Linked DNA regions of Bos taurus: region 2 is linked to region 1. A link is a contact called in public Hi-C data. All regions are on one chromosome and are shown on one strand. The core of a region is the stretch at or near the end of the contact, and the rest is flanking DNA. Distances in the headings are between cores, read along the strand shown. Region 1 holds the start of CCDC163 (CCDC163 homolog). Region 2 holds the start of TOE1 (target of EGR1, exonuclease).

What was found. A called contact is a pair of places that touch in the nucleus more often than the background predicts.
Region 2: a Hi-C map of skin fibroblasts shows a contact between it and region 1, with 3 times the contacts expected there. The contact joins the promoter of TOE1 here to the promoter of CCDC163 in region 1. A contact is called at or near these places in 6 of 11 Hi-C or Micro-C datasets (blastocyst, blood, liver and 3 more).

What each region holds. Positions count from the first base shown.
Region 1 is chr3:100,569,151-100,573,801 of ARS-UCD2.0, reverse strand. It overlaps CCDC163 (CCDC163 homolog), which reads right to left and starts at 2,606. Exons shown (of 6, transcript XM_059885161.1): 1 at 1,940-2,606; 2 at 1,806-1,892; 3 at 991-1,014; 4 at 784-847; 5 at 425-492. The coding sequence starts at 2,017. MMACHC (metabolism of cobalamin associated C) reads left to right here and starts at 2,612. Exons shown (of 4, transcript NM_001015588.3): 1 at 2,612-2,821. The coding sequence starts at 2,741.
Region 2 is chr3:100,719,963-100,724,613 of ARS-UCD2.0, reverse strand. TOE1 (target of EGR1, exonuclease) reads left to right here and starts at 2,140. Exons shown (of 8, transcript NM_001075594.1): 1 at 2,140-2,326; 2 at 3,051-3,193; 3 at 3,280-3,320; 4 at 3,466-3,562; 5 at 3,691-3,849; 6 at 4,119-4,378; 7 at 4,579-4,651. The coding sequence starts at 2,275. It overlaps MUTYH (mutY DNA glycosylase), which reads right to left and starts at 2,165. Exons shown (of 17, transcript NM_001046135.2): 1 at 1,977-2,165.

The DNA.
Region 1 (4,651 bases), core at 1,357-3,856:
AGCACCCACACCCCCTGACCTGAGGAGGTCATGCTCCTGCCAGGCATCCTGGACCTCTGTTCTGACAGCCTCCAGGTTGTGACCTTTGCCATCCTGGCCACTTTGCAGCTGATCCAACATCTGCCATACCATAGGGCCAGGTAGGACCAAACCTCTACCTCTCCAGGAGGAGCACCCGCCTCCCCATGATTAGCCTCTTGAGCCCGCTTGGAGCCCTCATGGGGACAAAGATAGTTTCTCATGTCCTTTAGCAGAGGGCTTGGGAAGAAGAGCTTTGGAGGGAGGTGGAGTCAGTACAAGGAAGAGATGGAAAGAGATAGGAGTAGGAGAGGGTATCCTGGCCTGTCTGCAAAACAGGATAGATATAGAAAGGAAGGGGCCTCCAAAGGGAGAGATGAACAGATAGGTCCGATCCTGGTCCTACCTTCCAGCTGCAGGCCTGAGCTTGCCGCCTCTCAGTTATCTGTTTCAGCAGCAGCTCCTGATGCTGGCCTGCAGATGAGAGAAAATGTGAGGGAACGTCTCCAACTTCCTTCCTTCCCCTTCCCTGCCTTGCACCCAGCCTGGCACTGAAAACGGACAAATACATTCTGGTCCAGCTACTGGGCAGTTTCCAAGCTGACTGGAGATGCACACTCATACCATATGAGAAAAGACAAAATACTCGGCCAGGTTTCTGGGTAGCTCAAGCTATCAAAGGTATGGTCATTTATAAGGAAAGCAAGAAGGCTTTTCAGAAAAGGGAAGAGGTGAATTCATACACACCCTCAATCTTTTACTCACTCAGCTGGTCCCGTAGCAACTTTAGTTCCTCCCGAAGAATCTGTGACTCCTCGAACAGCAGTTGCTGCCTTCAGGGATAATAGCAGTGTCATTCTAAAACCAATTAACAAGCCCAGAGGAGGCTACCAGAGTACCAGGAGTTCAGGGCTGAAGAAGACAAGGTTTTGCCCATCACTTACTCATTCTGAAGCTCTTCGTGAAGGCCACTGGTGGCACTGCACTTCTGTGGTCCTGTCTGTATTTGGGCTTGGGCCTGTTCCTGCACCTGGCTTCGAAGGCCCTGCAGTTCCCTTCTCATCTCTTCCAGATGTTGCTCCAGGAGAAGGACCCTTTGCTCTGGGCCCCCCTGCAGCAACCTTAGTGATGCTACAGTGAGACAAGTAGGGGATCAGCCCCCTAAGAATATCACACATGAGCCTACAGACTCCACTTGCAAATCAAGACACAAGTGCACAGACAATAGAAGAGCCACAAAATGTGCACACACATTTGAGGCTGTGTATATGAAGAAAAGAATGATGAGATACCTTCCAGGGCAGAGATCTGGTACTTCTGCTCCTCTCGCTCTTCCAGCAGGCCCTGGACAGCCTGCTGTAGTGCTTCAGTCACCTACCCAGGCAGAAAAACCCCATGAGCTCCCCAATCACCGGTAACCTCATCAGTTACACAGTCACACAAACCCCAAATATACACACCATGCCTCACCTGAGCCTGGGATCAAAGAATAGTAACTTCATCCCTGAGAGAAGATGCACTGTGGGCCTCAGCCCAGTTTAGCCTCTCTGGAAATACGGGAGCCTCTAGAGCCCAAGCCTTTTGAGCTTGGATTCCTGACTCAGTAGGCAAGTCACGAGGGGAAATCCAAGTCCCAGCCAGGTCTCCTGCTGAGAGAAAAAGGAAGGGACAAGTGGAAAGCCCCTTAGGCGGAGGGGGGAACAGATGTTTCTTCAGGAAAAGAAAAGTTGGAATTTGGAAGGAACAGTGGATAACACTGGAAAGAAAGGCTGAGGGACAATATTTACCCCCGGTAGAGACTCCAAGTGGATACAGCCGCTGCTACAAAAGAAACAAATGCACAGGTCAATGAGTTCTGTTTTGCAATCTATTAACTCACATCCCCTAAACAAGGGAGTAGGGGACTCAGGAGCCCCCTCACCTTAATCCTGTTCACATTTCGGTCCGTAGCATTGAGAAGCGCGTCGAGCTGCTCAGACCAGCTCAGGCTCCTACTCATAGACTGCAGCAAGGGTCTGGCTCCCTGGCGTCTTGTGCCCTTGCTCCCCACACTGTGGACACCAAAGACACAGCCCAGGGAAGACCACAACGTAAGCTCTAAAGAGGTGAGTTGGGGGATGCAATACTAAAGGTAAGGAAGCAATAGTCAGACCAAAACTGCGTTTCTGGGACTAGTCGGGGGAGCGGCTTCCTTGCGAAATTAGGGGAAAAGCGGGATGCCCTGATAAACAGATATCAATTGGGAATTGAAGATGCTGAATCTTGGTTTAGACGTCCCCAGACTCACAACTCTGGCACCATAACACTGAAACTGTGCCAGTAACCACTGAAACCGCCCAGTTCAAACCTTACGGTAGGCGGGGAAAGCCCGACTTCGGACTGGCCTCTGCGGCGCCACTTGGGAAATTGAGTTCGCCTCTATTGGAGACAACCGGCGATGGAGGCTACCGAACTACGTTTCCCTGGAAGCAACACGCGCAGTCACAGTGCCCCCCCCCCCACCGTGAAGCTTGTCGGGAAACCGAGTTTTTCTGCTTCTGTAGTGGGTGCCTCTAGGAACTGAATGAACTACGTGTCCCAGGATGCATCGCGCAGAGACAACACAGTCCCGCAGCTGATCCCCGTAGCTCTTGGGAAATGGAGTCCAAGCTGTCTCAAAGCGTAAAGTCCCGAGTAACCTTGAGACTCCATTCCCCAGCAGGCTCAGTGTGTAACGTGCACTATGGAGCCGCTAGTCGCAGAGCTGAAGCAGAAGATTGAGGACACGTTGTGCCCTTTTGGCTTCGAAGTTTACCCCTTCCAGGTTGGTTTATCCCTGCTGCGGTGCTAGGGCTAAGCGTATGGATGGCTTCGGTGCCACTGACGTGAGGCCCGTGAATTTTCTGATCTTTCTCGAGCTCCTCTGGCCGCGAGTCCGTTTAATTGTCGAGACAGGGCGCTTGGGCTAAATGGGTAGAGCAGCGTTGCAGGTTTGTTCTTTTGTTGTTTTTGTTCAGTCGCTCAGTCGTGTCCGACTCTTTGTCACCCCATGGACTGCAGCACCGCCAGGTTTCCCTGTACATCAGCAACTCCCGGATCTTGCTCAAACTCATGTCCGTTGAGTCGGTGATGCCCTCCAACCATCTCGTCCTCTGTCGTCCCCTTCTCCTCCTGCCTTCAGTCTTTCCCAACATAAAAGTCTTTCCAATGAGTTATCTCTTTTACCCTCCTACAATGCTGTATTGATGAGTGGGAGACACCATGTGATCCAGTAACCTTGTGGTTTTGTCACCCAGGTAATTTAGAGGAAGAAGGGGATCTGTGGAGCCAGAGTCACTTTGGAAGCTTCCTGAAGGAGTTTAGGAGAGGGCAAGGTCTGGGAATGTTTGTATGGCTCATGAGCAAAGGGCATTCTGGATGTTGAACAAGCAAACAGTTGGCTTGGTTGTTCAGTCTATCTGCAAAAGGTTACATTCATGATGTTGCCAATCATCAATGCTGGGCTGGGTTTAGAAACTGTACACTTGCCTGACACAGAAGTCTGGCATCAGGACCTACCCTTAGTCACATAGGTCCATCTCCCCCCACATCCAGTGCCCTCTGCACTGAGCCCTGTGCTTAGTGCAGGGCTAAATCAACTCAACCTGAGCCTTTTGCCTGATGCTTAAGAGGCCACCCTTTCCACTTTCCACTGAGTGGCATACAGCAATGCTGGGAGAGGATTATAGAGGAAGAGGTAGTTGGGTCTAGCCTCAGAGAGGCTTCCCTGGAAAAAATGGAGTTGAGCTATATATGAAAAGATAGATTGGAAGGAAGGAGGGTCATGTACATCTCAAATATCAGAAATTGCTTGAGTAAAGGTATGGAGATAATGGTGGATGGCAGGTGTGGGAGAGATTGGAGATGCCTGTCTGATATAATCAAGAAGACTTTGGTAGAAGGAGCTGTGGTATTGAACAGTGCCTCTTACAGCCCTGCCAGTCATCCTGTGTTCCTACTTCTCTCCCCTTCCCAGCGCCACATACAGTCATCCACAGCGATCTTTAGGAATCTGTCTCCTAAATTCAACCTATCTATGCTCTGGTTCAGCCCACTATTAGTCATTTGGATTTCTGCAATAACTTCCTTGCTGTCACTTTGCCTCTATTCCTTCCTCCACACTGCAGCCAGGTTGATCTAAAACTGACCATGTCAGTTTGCTTCTTAAATCTTCAATGGCTAACCCCTCACTGTCAGCAAATTAGACCCATATTCCTTCAATTGGTATTCAAGGCCAGTCACAGTCTCATTCTTACTGATCTCTCCAGCCTTCTCTCCCTCTGCTCTCCTCCTCAGATGCTTCATTTCTATCAAACTAGACAATTTGCTATTCTCCAAGTATGCTTTGCATTTTTTGCCTCTTTGTTTATGCTGGGACCTGTTTAAAACACACACCAGATTCTCCCTCTCCACATCAGCCTGTAAGTTACCTTCCCAGCATCAAGACTCAGCTTCCAAGAAGCCTTTTCTAATTTCAGAGGCCCTTCATTGGCCCTGTTATTGCACTAACCACAGTACAATCAATTTCTTCTTTTTCTTAGTTGTTTATGAATTCTTTGCCTCTCTATTATAACTGTCAGGTGAGTTCCCCACAAACACACATCATCAGGAGAAT
Region 2 (4,651 bases), core at 891-3,390, 150 kb before region 1:
TCTGTATAATAGGTTCTAGGTTCATCCACCTCATTAGAACTAGCTCAAATGTGTTCCTTTTTATGGCTAAGTAATATTCCATTGTGTCTATATACCACAACTTCTTTATCCACTTATCTGTTGATGGACATCTAGGTTGCTTCCATATTCTAGCTATGCTTCACACCTCATTTTCATCAAAAGAGCTTGCTTCCGCTTTCAGAAAAAAGAACCAATGCATAAACTTCCCCCCATCTGCACTTTCCTTCTCCTTTATCCCATTATATGGAGGAATGTTCTCTCCTCCTCCTCCTCCAATCCCATCCACAGACACACCCACTTCCTAGCAAAACTTCTTGACCAAACTCACTGACTTCCATAATTCCTTATGGAGTGCCTACTAAGTCCAAGCAGTTTTAGGTGCCTGGAATACTTCAATAAATAAAACAGCAAAGGTTTGGGCCTTCATAGAGTTTATGGGATCTACAAAAAATAATGCATAAAATCAGCCAATTATATAGGATGTTAGGTGATAAAAACTAGCATAAACAGTCAAAGTAGACTTGTGAAGGGGCTAAGAAGTGAGGGTGGTGGAATGTTGCAATGTTAAAGAACGTGGTCAAGGTGGGCCTTGTTAGAGCAATATTTGACCAATGACTTAAAGCAGTTAAAGGAGTTATCCATACGGATGACTACCTGTGCTAGTGCAGCAGGGTTCCCGGTGTGTTTGTAGATTGAGGAAGTCAGTGTGGTTAGAAATGGAATAGGAAGGGGTGAGTAGTAGGTGAGGTCAAAGAGGTAAAGAAGGGGAAACTGAAAGTCGCTCAGTCATTTCTGATTTTGTGACTGTAGCCCTCCAGGCTCCTCTATCCATGAACTTCTCCAGGCAAGAATACTGGAGTGGGTGCCATTCCAAACAAGGTGCGGGGAATAGGATTACAAAGTACCTTGTAGGCCACGAGGACGTTGGCTGTCACACCCATTGCTCTCAGGAGCCAATCCTCTTAATGTATCTTTGCAGGATACAAACAGCTCAACCTGCCTCATCCCCTCACCCACCGCGCTCCAGCCATGTTTGCCTGAAATAGTTGCTTCAATTCCCAAAGTGTCTGTCCACCTTGAGGCCTCACCCAGTTCATTTCCTCTGCTTGGACAGCTCTTGTCCTAACATTTATTTACTCTTCAGGTCTTGACTTAAATGTCCAAATCAGATCCCCCCCAGTCTTACCCTCTTCTGTACTTCTCCACTGTTGCTCTTATACCAATCATAATTTCATGTTTATTTGTGATTCTTTGATCAGTGTCTGCTTTCCCCACTTAACTGTAAAATTCCATGAAAGAAACTTGGGTGTCTTTTGTTGACTGTTGTGCACAGTGCCAGGCAAACTGCATTAAAAGTACCCCTTTTTTCCAGAATGGGAGAAATCCAAACAATTCAGAATGATGATGAAAAGATTCAGTAGAAAGGATGAACTGGAAACAGCAAATAATCAGAGACAGAAAAGGTTCAGAGTCCTTGGTGGAAACCAGAGCTCTTGAGAAAGTTCTGGTCTACGGTAGGGACAACTCTCAGTAGCAGAAATCAAATCCCAAACCCCTCAGGAACAACTATAACTCCTAATTGCTTACAAGCTGTCACTGCTGGAGCCTAATTCAAGTCCTTATTATCATGCGCGTCTATTGTTTCAAAAGTGTCCCTGCTAGCGGTCGCTTTCACCCTCCGCAGCCTCATCTCCTGTCCCCTTCCCCGCTCCTTTCACTTGCTGGAATGCAACGAGCTCTCCACCCTCCCTAGGAGCTAGCCTTTTCCCAAATCCTTTTTCCACCCACAGTCTCTAGTCTGCATAACTTCTACGGTTGCTTTAAGCTTAGCTCAGGTATCATCTCATCCTCTACAGACATAAAAACCCCAACCCCCACCCCGGGGCAGAGTCGATGAAGACAGCATAACACGAAAGCCTGCGTTCCCGCCAGGTCGCACAGGAAGAAGGAATTACCTCCCGCGCGATCTCCCGCGCCAAGCTCTCCGACGAACTCCAGGGGGCGTGGCCCCGGCCAATATTGGCGGCAAGCCGATCCACGCCGGCCAATAGGATTCCAGCGCGCGCCAGGCTGCCTCTAGCGCGCCAGGCTGCCTCTTCCGCACCAGACGCAGGAGATCTTAAAGGAAGTCCGACCGTTCGGCGATTCTGGGTATGAGACCCCGCCCCATCCCCGACTGCAGGAACCGAGACAGGAGACGAAGCGGAAGTCCCCCGTGCCCAGTGACTATACTAGCGAGGGACCCGCGGTGTCATGGCCGCCGACAGTGACGATGGCGCAGCCTCAGCTCCCACGGTCTCAGACGGTGAGTGGCTTTCCCAGGGGCCGTTTTCAAAGCCTGTGCGCTCCGAGGCAGCGGAGGGCCTCGGACTCATAGTTCTAAGAAACCTGCCTCAAGTTTCGGAGGACTAGCGCCTTCCTTTTGGATCAGCCACGAGGAGACTACATGTCCCGGTGTGCACCGCGGTCCCGCCTCCAAAAGCCTGGAGTGTTGGGAGGATAGTTAGGACCCGTCGGGGCATGTCGGGAGATGTAGTCTGGAGTTTATAGCGCTGTTAATTGGGGGAGGTTGGGAGTTGTGGTCCACAGGAAGTGGGACGGATTGGGGCGTTATCTGTTAGGCTCTGGCACATACTGGCTACTGCCACTTGTGGCTCTGAGGCACCATGGGAACGGTTACAGAGCTTTGTGGGATATCAACGGGCCTGAAGTCCTCAAACCTTGCAAAATATTTCCTGCAGGATATGGGGAAAAGGAACCTCAACAGATTATCTAGTTCAGCCTTCCACTTTTACAGGTCTTGATGCTAAGGGGAAACAATTTCCCAGAATTTTACATTAGCCACTGGAAGGCCCAAGCTTTCTCTCCCCAAATTCAGGGCACTGTTCACTCCAATCCTGTGTATAAAGCATATGCAATATAACTCTTGAGGGGGAAGCTGCCCCAGCTCCCAGCCATGGCCTAGCTTGGTGTCTGTTCCCTTGGGCTCTTCCCTGAGCATTAATATCCATCACCCTTCTTATCTCCAGATGGTGTCCGCCAAAGCACAAAATCTGGAGAGGAGCTAGTAGTCCAGGTTCCCGTGGTGGATGTGCAAAGTGACAACTTCAAGGAGATGTGGCCATCCCTCCTCCTGGCCATAAAGACAGCTAACTTTGTGGCTGTGGACACGGTGAGAGCTAGGGAACTGGGAGAGCAGGTGGTGGTTAAAGGGCTGGTACTGCAGAACCTAACAGCTCTCCCTTTACTGATCCATAGGAACTGAGTGGGCTTGGGGACAGGAAGTGTTTGCTGAACCAGTAAGTATAAGCCCTGATCTCTTTAGTCCTAGCCTTGCCAGGAAGGGCAGACCTCAACCCTAGAGTGGAGGTCACAGTCCTGGGTGGTTTGGGTCTTGCATGAGGCTAACTCCCAGCCACAGCCACCCCCAAACCCAACCCCAAGGTGCATCGAGGAACGTTACAAGGCCGTGTGTCATGCTGCCAGGACCCGTTCCATCCTCTCCCTGGGCCTCGCTTGCTTCAAGCAGCAGCCAGACAAGGTATGGGTTACTGTCACCCCCATCCCAGGTCTGTGGCAAGGGAAGGAGGGATTGAGATACTGATGAACATCAGCTATAAGGTTTTTTTCTCCTAAGGCTGGATGTAGTAGAATCTCTTTTTCTCCCAGGGTGAACACTCATACCTGGCCCAAGTGTTCAATCTGACCCTACTGTGCATGGAAGAGTATGTCATAGAACCAAAGTCTGTGCAGTTCCTGGTACAGCATGGCTTCAACTTCAACCGCCAGTACGCTCAAGGAATCCCCTACCACAAGGGCAATGACAAGGTAGATCTTCAGCCTTGAGACTGCCTCTTTTGTGAATTCATTTCTTACTACTCTAGGGTGGGTACACTGGGGAGGATCTGCTTCTTAGGAGTATGGGGACTCACCAGTGACAGAGCTGGATAAACAAGATTGATAAACTGGTGAATAGCAATAAATTAGATGAAAGCAAGGGAGAACTTTCCAGGTGAGGCTGCCTGGGACAGGTGTCCTGCAAGAGAGGTTCCCTAAGGCACTCTATCCTTCTTGATGACCCCTTTCTTTCTACCTAGGGTGATGAGAGTCAGAGACAGTCAGTGAGGACACTGTTCCTGGAGCTGATCCGGGCCCGCCGGCCCCTGGTACTACACAACGGCCTGATAGACTTGGTGTTCCTCTACCAGAACTTTTACGCACATCTGCCCGAGAACTTGGGAACCTTCACTGCTGACCTTTGTGAAATGTTTCCCGCTGGCATTTATGACACCAAATATGCTGCCGAGTTTCATGCCCGCTTTCTGGCCTCCTACCTAGAATATGCCTTCCGGAAATGGTGAGGAACTGGTTGAGGGAACGGGGTGGGGCCTGGCATAAGCCTGATTATTTCATTCACTTAAGATGTTAAGTGAGTGCCTACCATGGGGCAGGCACTGCTTTAGTGCCAAGGGTTCAGCAGTGAACAGAACAGACAAAAACCCCTACTCTCACGGAGCTTACATGCTAGTGGATCCATATCCTCTTGTGATGTTGCAGTGAGCGGGAAAATGGGAAGCAGCGGGCAGCTGGCAGCCCACACCTGACCCTGGAGTTCTGCAGCTATCCTTCT